2 separate regions of the Gasterosteus aculeatus genome follow, and region 1 is linked to region 2. The links are chromatin contacts, called in public Hi-C maps. All regions are on one chromosome and are shown on one strand. The core of a region is the stretch at or near the end of the contact, and the rest is flanking DNA. Distances in the headings are between cores, read along the strand shown.

Region 1 (4,168 bases), core at 477-2,976, 84 kb before region 2:
GGTTTGATATTTAAGGAATCTAATGTCTGCCTGCTAACAAATGACCAGTGCAAGTTCAGGAGAGGAGGACTTGATATGATTTAAATGGTAAACAATGGTAACAAAGACCCCAAATGACCTGACGTACTTTTTGCAAATTGCAAACCGTGCTCCCATGTACCCGTCCTGTCCAGGGCCTGGGGGCGGCGGCTCCAAATCCAAACCCTCTATTTAGTTATATTTCACACCCATACGTGGCAGCAACTTTCACTCGGGAGATTTTTTTCATTCCCGATCAAACTGCGATTTCAAACAACCCGAAGCGGCCCTTCGATCTGCGTAAGATGAAGTAGATATCCGACCATTATCTCGTTCCGGTGATGTGTGGTCTGGCTCTTCAGGGGGAAAACGGTGTGTGTGTCCTCTATAGGTCTATCAACTACAGCACCGACACACTTCCACTCATAGCACCTCCTCCTCTCCCCGGACCTCCTGACGATCTGCCGCCACTAATGGACACACAGTAAGTGCACGCTGCACCGGCATCCATTGAACTCGTTTTTGGAAGCTTTTTCTCCAGTAGTAATCGCTGCGTATTTGTTTTTTGTTCAGGTCCGAAGGCCCCGGCGTGCAACTAACCCCGGAGATTATCCGAGCAGAGTTCTTATGTGCAGAAGCTCTGGTCTCCAATAGCAACCTGACCAGCGGAACAACTGTCAGGTGAGTCTGGCACGATGTGTGTGTTACTAAGGCAGTGATCCTGATGCCAGCCTCTTTAGGCAGATGGATTGCTTATTGACATTAATCAAACCACGTCCTATGTAATAGATTAGACAAATGTTCAAGCACGTCTACATGAAGACACGGATATCCTAGAACACGCTGTGCTTTTAGATTTAAGAAAGAGCGTCCTCAGGATAAACCAGACATGAAGTTAATGAATGTGCAAATTGATCACCTGGAGGCAGGAACTCTCTGCTGCTACTTTTTCATTCAAATGAAACAAGAAGGAATTCAATCTTGTTTTGGTCACAATGTTTCATCATTGATCAAGATTGCGTTGTTGGCTTTAGACTTATAATATATATATGTATGTAAAATATATGCGTAATTGTAGAAAAGACCCATGATTGAGGATTAACTGTTAACTCAGCCAACATAAATTCCAGTCATGCACATTTGTCATGCACATCATTCTATTATCATACTAATACTTGCTGTTATACTGATTTATTCATTAATTAATTTCAAAGTAAGTTCTGGATATAAATGCTTATGATAACATTGTGATTCTGGGTTGAAATCATAATATTTAGCCAAATAAATACTAGGTCTGACAAGTATTAGTCTAAATTAAAAAATGCTGCATATTATAATCAACACTAACATTAATAAGAGCTTTTATTAGAGCTTAAATGGATTTCCAGCTCAGGTGCTCTATGGGGTCTAGTTTAGCCACTGTTTTAATGCTTGAGTCTGTTTCCTCGGTAACGTTGAATCCTCCCGTCACAGGCACCAGAGGGAGCTTCAGTTGGAGGCGACCTACATGTCTGAGCTCAACCAGATGGGGAAAAGAGTGATGGCCAGGCTGAAGCACTATGGAGTCACTGACACCACTACACCGGGAGAGGACTGTGAATAGGCAACCCCCCCCCCCCCCTTACACACACACACACAACCCTCCAGAAACACCTTCAAATATGCTCTGTGTACGCACACATGAATGAACACAGTCATCACAAACACCATCCTACTCACAGATACGAGACTCCTTCCTCACCCACGTATAAGCCTCTCTCTCTACCACATACTCAAAATAACAGTAAGCTATTCCTACAGAGCCTCGGAATTTGTCCCTCCACCCACACAGATCCACGTATAAGCACAGTCACAGTTTATTCAAACGAGCCACCTAGCATTACTGACAACCACATTCAAAGTGATACACGTGTGTCTCTGTGCTGTAGTTAATGGTGTTGTAGAAGCAGGCGAGTACCATTCTGTACTTTTTTTAATCTGCATTGTTATGCAAACAACACTGTCATACTTTTTGGTGACAGGTAAATATAATTGATCTGAATTCATTCGGATTAAAAAAAAGTAATTGTTGAGTTTGGATTCTGTATTTGTGTTTGCACTGTCTGGTTGATACACAGCAAAGGATATGATTTCTAAATTGATTTAAAAACCGTGAAAGTTCACTATAATAGTTGTATGTATGTATGTGGTTGTAAAAAGAAAGGTCGGAATTAAATTCTCATAAGAGCTGACATCCTGTGGAATCACTGGGAGTCCAGCGTAGTCATGTGACCGTGCTCACCCATAGAGGGAGCTCCAACTCTGTGAGTTTCACAGTCAGGAAGACGTTCACATATAATTGTCCTTTTCCGGCTGTGTGTCCTGGTTCTCACCTAATGACAGTGTGTTTTATAGAAATAGAGTGGAAGGACACGGCATATCCAAACTGACATTTCACATACTTAATAATAAAAAAGGTCACACTTTTTTGATGAGGTGTTTGGACACACACAAATACCAAAGCCTGACTGCTTCCCTTGCCGTATAAACCCACAAGAACAGGTTGAGACCTGGAAAATATTCATAGCTCCCTATTTAATAAAAGCCAAAGCAATGGGACATATTAAATAAGTAATAGAGGTGTAATAATAGTAACGTGTGTGTGAGAGGAGACTATGTTCGATGTGTGAAGAGACATAACTGTTACAGTCAGTTTCTATAATTCATTCACTCCGCCGCCAGCAGCTTCCATTTCCAGTAAAAGAAATAAAAAATAAAACTGTGGTTCCTTTTACGGGTCATTTTACGGTGAAGCTTTGACCCTGTGAATGCACTTTTGTTTTCTCTGAACTGAAACATTAGGCGGACCACTGACAGGAAGTGTGTGTGTTTCAGCCCCCCCCCCCCCTCCTCCTCCCTCACTTGAACGCACACTCACAACCGCTGCTCTTCTGCACTTCACACATTTCATTCAATTACTCCTCAAACCTCCCTGGGAGAAAATTGTGTGGCCGTTTCGGTGGGTTTGGCCCGCCAATAACTGCCCCTCAGGGACATGACGTTCCCCCTCAAATTCTTTGACCGGCAAGCTTCTGACACAAGCTGAAAACACGGCTGGTCCGACTGAACAAAGTCTTTGGCGCAGTCCGCGTTTGGAATGTCTTCAAGTAGAGCTTTGAATGTCTTTAGGGCGTGTTTTATTTAGCCCTGAATGTGAAGCACTACCTCTTGATGCTTTTAAAAGGAATACTGCTTATTTTCTATTTTTTTTTAACATACGTGTTGATTTGGTGTGTGAGAGGGAAAAGAAGGTGGGAAAGAGAAAATGTCAGGACACTGTGAAGGGACTGTAAAGACGCCGTGTCAGCAGTTTACCCACCAGGGACAACTTTGCCCTGAATAAAAGCTCTGACTCTCAGCTCCGGGTCACGCAAATGGCGAATGGCGAGGTGCCCTGAACCCTCGGCAGAGCGGTAATCGCTGGCTACATTCAGCAAAAGGCGGCTTAATTGAACCATTTGGTTATTTTGTTGCCTGCGCTGTTGCCGCTGCTCACAATAAGAGCTCCATTTATGGAGTTATGTATTAGAGTTTGGAATATATTTATACACGTATATGCCATAATATGTGTATTTACGTAGTTAGCCACAGCCAGCTTTAGCTAAAACCATGCTACTACTTATTATTTACTTCAGCTGTTGACTGTGAGTGAAAGAGATTCTTTAAAAAAAAATCTGCTGATCCCCTGCTAATGCTAACTAGCTTAGCGGTGCAGTGGAGCTGCCATCTCAACTTTCAGTCTTGTAATTCTTATTTTATGTGCTCAAATGTTTAAATTTGTTGAATTGTAAATATTTTAGTGATACAGCTTTCAATAGCTATTGACGGTAGATGGACAGCCACCGAGAACATGAATACATTTAAATCTGACAGACTATGTGTATTATTAATGGTGGTAGCCATTTTAGAAAAGCAGTAAGAAAGCTAAATGACGACAGCTTATTGGTGGATATCACATAGCGTCCATGCCTCTAACCAAAGTTAAGTATCTGCATCAAGAAAAGAAAATGGACAGGCTTTTTTTCTGTTGGGTTCATATCTCGTAGAAAGTTACTGTAAAATTCAGATTGCATCTACGAAACATAATTCCTTCACTTTTGGTTGAAGGATT
Region 2 (3,899 bases), core at 596-3,095:
CTGTGTAGATATTGAAATCACAATTACTCCAGCATTTACGCCACCTAGTTATCGTTCAGATCGGTCTAAATCACAAAATGTCAAAAGACTGGGGACTGGATGTCCCCAAGCTTCCTGGAGCTAAACCCCAACAATGCGCCCCTTTTGATTCTCATGTTGAACACTGAGAAACATCTCAAGTCAGTGGTTCAGTCCTGTCATCGTCTTTGAAGATGATTGCCAAACTGCATCGCCTGTTGTCTTTCCCCCATTAGGTCACTGAGCATCTTCACTGTCACGGCTACGCGACTATAGATTAGTCAGATCTGTTTTATATCTCGTCTCAAAACTCACTCGTCACTGTTGTTTCTTTACCCTGATTTGTTTCAACGTTTGCCTGCAATTATTTTATCAATTTAACCCTAATTACAGAAAACCGTCATTGATTATCAGATAGTTAAACGTGAAGATACGCTGCTGTTCTTTGTTCTCTAAATATGTTTAGGTTGGGGATTGTTGTACTGCTGGTAGAAAGGAAACATCCGAAGATGGATCTTTAGACTACAGAAAATGACAAATTATTATATTCTGTTGTTCTATTGCAGAAATCTAGAAAATAATCAGCAGGGGAATTGATGAGTTAAGCAACTGTTGACCGCTATCCAAGTTCATACATGACCATATACTGCAGATAATGTTTTCCTGCTAACAGACAACTTGCTCTTCAAGGTGTAAAACGCTGGAAAACACATGCAGAACGTTTCCATTTGACTGCAGCCACAAATCCTTCACTTATTCCATCAACAGCGAATCGAGCGCTTCTCGTTTCAGCACCGTGGACAGCTCCACTCCTCAGCAACACCAATCAGCACGCCGGACAGCGCCACTAACTCCAATAAGTTGTTAGTCCTTTTTTAGTTTTTTTTTGTCACCAGTCTCCACACGTCAACGCGACCCGCCCTCACCTCCGATGTCCGGCCGCAGGGTCTTGTCGTATTCCTCGAGCAAACTGTTCAGTATTCGCGTGGCTTCCTCCTGATGTGACCTGGGGACCAGCATCTGATTGACAGTGGTGTCGTTGGGATCTTCGTCGTCGGCGCCATATTCCAGTAGATCAGAACTGTGTGAGTGTGTGTGTGTAGTGGAGGGGGGGGGGGGGGGGGGGGGCAAAAGGGTAGGGTGGGTGTCGTTAATCACGCTGAGGAACTGCGCCCCTCCTTTGATAAACACCATTGTCATAAGAAAAACAACTTTGTCGATGCAGCAGTTACGTATAATGATTGTATTTGAATGCCTTGAGTTTGAATGGCTTATTATCAGAGCATAGACTCTGTATCTGGCCACAACAGTCATTTTTGTGTGCGTGTACATGTGTGTGCCTGTGTGGGGAAAGCCCTTAGAAAAAAAAAATGAAGCCCCACACGCTTTTTTTTGCCAGAATCATTCACATGCGATGCGTAATTGCCCCCCACACAGAACTGTAAACATGTGAACGCTCACAGCTTCAAATAAAAACCTCTCCCAGCTGTTGATTGTGCGAATAAAATTGTTTTTGAAAAAGAGGCACAAATCTGACTCACCGAGCACATTGAACGAGAAGTATGAAGTGGATGACCACAAACTTGATTGTCATTTTCCCATGCGTGGATCTCCCCCTCCGGATCACAGGAATATGTGGATGGAAATCCCGGCGTTGTGCTGCTGCGAGAAAGTGCCAGTACAGTATAGGTGTGTGACCATCAATCCGTGCTCTGAACTTCCTCATCCGCCCACACACTTTCTTCTGCATGTCATCTGCGACCCACACAGCGCTCTCTCTCTCTCTCTCTCTCTCTCTCTCTCTCTCTCTCTCTCACCCCACCCCCTAAGCCACCCGCCCTTTCCGATCCTCCGTGCGCCGCGCAGGGGGTTCCTCCAGGGACGCGCTCGTGCGATCGATCGATGTGATCAGGTCAGCGGAGGGGAGTCGGAATCGGACGGTATCCAGCAGCGCCCTCTTCCCTTCCCTAAACGCCTCTGTAGACAACAGTGGTGTTTGGTGATGCTGGAGGTGGAGAACCTCAGCAGAGGAGCATCTTGCATGACTCATACACCTGGCTTAGTCTACACGCTGGTGATTTTATTATTTCAAGAATCGTTCTGCATATTTAGCATAACATCTGTTTTTATTACCGTTTTTATATATTCCAATTAATTAGGCAGTCAGTTCATTGGGTAATAAAGGTGAAGAAAGAGTTAGATTACTGTTTTAAAAAAATATTCCGAGCTTCATGCACAATTTGAAAGGGTGTGTTGCATTACGCAAATCATATCAATAATGACATGAGCATAGCATTATGCTACATGCACGCATCTTTACACGTAAGTTGCAGTGCTGCCGCTCACCTGCACTCACACGAGGTAATAGGCGCGCGGTGGGGGAATGAGGCGGGATGACGGGGGGGGGGGGGGGGGGAGCAGCTTGCTGTGCAACCCCGATGCACTCGTGAGGCTTGTGACGCGCACACATGGCGGCGCGCAGAGAGGCCTGCGCTGCCTCCTGGTGGCTGAAAATGAGACAGAAGTACCTCTCCAAGAGGGATAGCCGGTGATGGGATATATTTTATATATTCCCCCCCAAAAAAACTTGTGTTTACGTATTAACAATGATTTACCTCCATTATGCATGTTGTATCTAATGTTCCTGTTTGCTGGATATAATCTGAGACGAGAAAGAACTGTCATCTATATTAATCTAGTCACTCGTACATCAAAGAATAGATTCAGATAATGACATGAGAAATAGCGAATAAGCGGCACTACAGCTGAGGCCAATTTGTCTGGAACATTTCTGCATAAAGCAACGCCACTGGCCATTTTACACATAGACAATACATTTATCACGTTAGTTTCATAAAGCGGTTAAATACCAATAGCCTATTTCCCTGCATGTATAATCATTAGTCAATGAGGCTACACATGACTTTATACTATGAAGCAACTCTGTCCAAACGCTTGATAAGGAATGCCATGTTTGTTCTTCCTTTTTATTCAGTAATTTTAAGTATAATACATAAAACATACACAGTACATAAAACAAAGGGTGAATAACACTAATACATTAAGCTCTGCTAGGTACAATGGCTTTTCTGCGTTTTCCTTTGCAAAAAGTGCAAATATCTTCGTTGAATGTTTCCTCCTAAAAAAATAAAAACTAAGTTTTTCATTGATTCTGAAAAGCAAGAGTAACTACATCCACGTTCGGTGGCCTCCTGGAGCCTTACGGGCATGGACGACTGGTAAAGGCTCTCTAAGACGACCGCTGCGTGCGCGTTACATTCCCCGGTCCGAAGGGCCGAGTTCAAACCACCAGTCGGCCTCACTCGCCTGGCAGCCAGCTCTGGCTAAAGCACATCTATCAATCCTAAATTCGTCCCCAACACGCAGCAGCCACAGCTGTCCAGACACTACCGAGAAGAAAAACAAGCATTTGTCATCGGCTGGTCCGGCCACGGCTTAAATTGGAGTGAAGCGCTTTGCCGTGAACCCCCCCCCCCCCTCCCCTTGAATGGGTGAAAGTAACTTAAGCGGAGCTAAATCCCTTTTCTAACAGATGTATGGCAGATGAGTCTGTCACAGTGAATGAAGGAAGGGGGGAGGGGTGGGCAATCGTTTCTTGGCTGGCAGTAGAGAACAGAGTGGTTGGTTAAATGGACGGATGGATGGGGACACTCATTCCATCAGTAGCAAGGAAGATTAACGGACAGAGCAGTAGTCATTACTGAAAAATAAAGTCAAAGTTTTGTTAACTATTAAAAGTTAAGCTTCAACTTTTGTCAGGGGGCAAAGTTTTGTTTGAGGGACAGATTTGGGCTCAGGGGCCACTGTTTGCCAACCACTGGTCTACCGTCACGCTGCTGTGTGGAGACCCTGTTGCTGAG

What was found. A called contact is a pair of places that touch in the nucleus more often than the background predicts.
Region 1: a Hi-C map of skeletal muscle shows a contact between it and region 2, with 6 times the contacts expected there. The contact joins the enhancer-like site here to the promoter of LOC120821052 in region 2. A contact is called at or near these places in 3 of 6 Hi-C or Micro-C datasets (blood and trunk muscle, liver and skeletal muscle).

Annotation. Positions count from the first base shown.
Region 1 is chr1:25,795,024-25,799,191 of fGasAcu3.hap1.1, reverse strand. cfap221 (cilia and flagella associated protein 221) reads left to right here. Exons shown (of 25, transcript XM_040176614.2): 23 at 410-502; 24 at 592-699; 25 at 1,492-2,088. The coding sequence ends at 1,621. Among protein-coding and RNA genes, the nearest start is that of cfap221, 16 kb to the left of the region's middle. Within about 2 kb of position 1,726, at least 1 of the 9 cell types and tissues checked has open chromatin away from gene starts, as enhancers often do.
Region 2 is chr1:25,711,813-25,715,711 of fGasAcu3.hap1.1, reverse strand. LOC120821052 (gamma-aminobutyric acid receptor subunit gamma-3) reads right to left here and starts at 1,845. Exons shown (of 10, transcript XM_040179418.2): 1 at 1,560-1,845; 2 at 945-1,099. The coding sequence starts at 1,768. It overlaps LOC120821055 (gamma-aminobutyric acid receptor subunit alpha-5), which reads right to left. Exons shown (of 14, transcript XM_078099023.1): 14 at 2,978-3,899.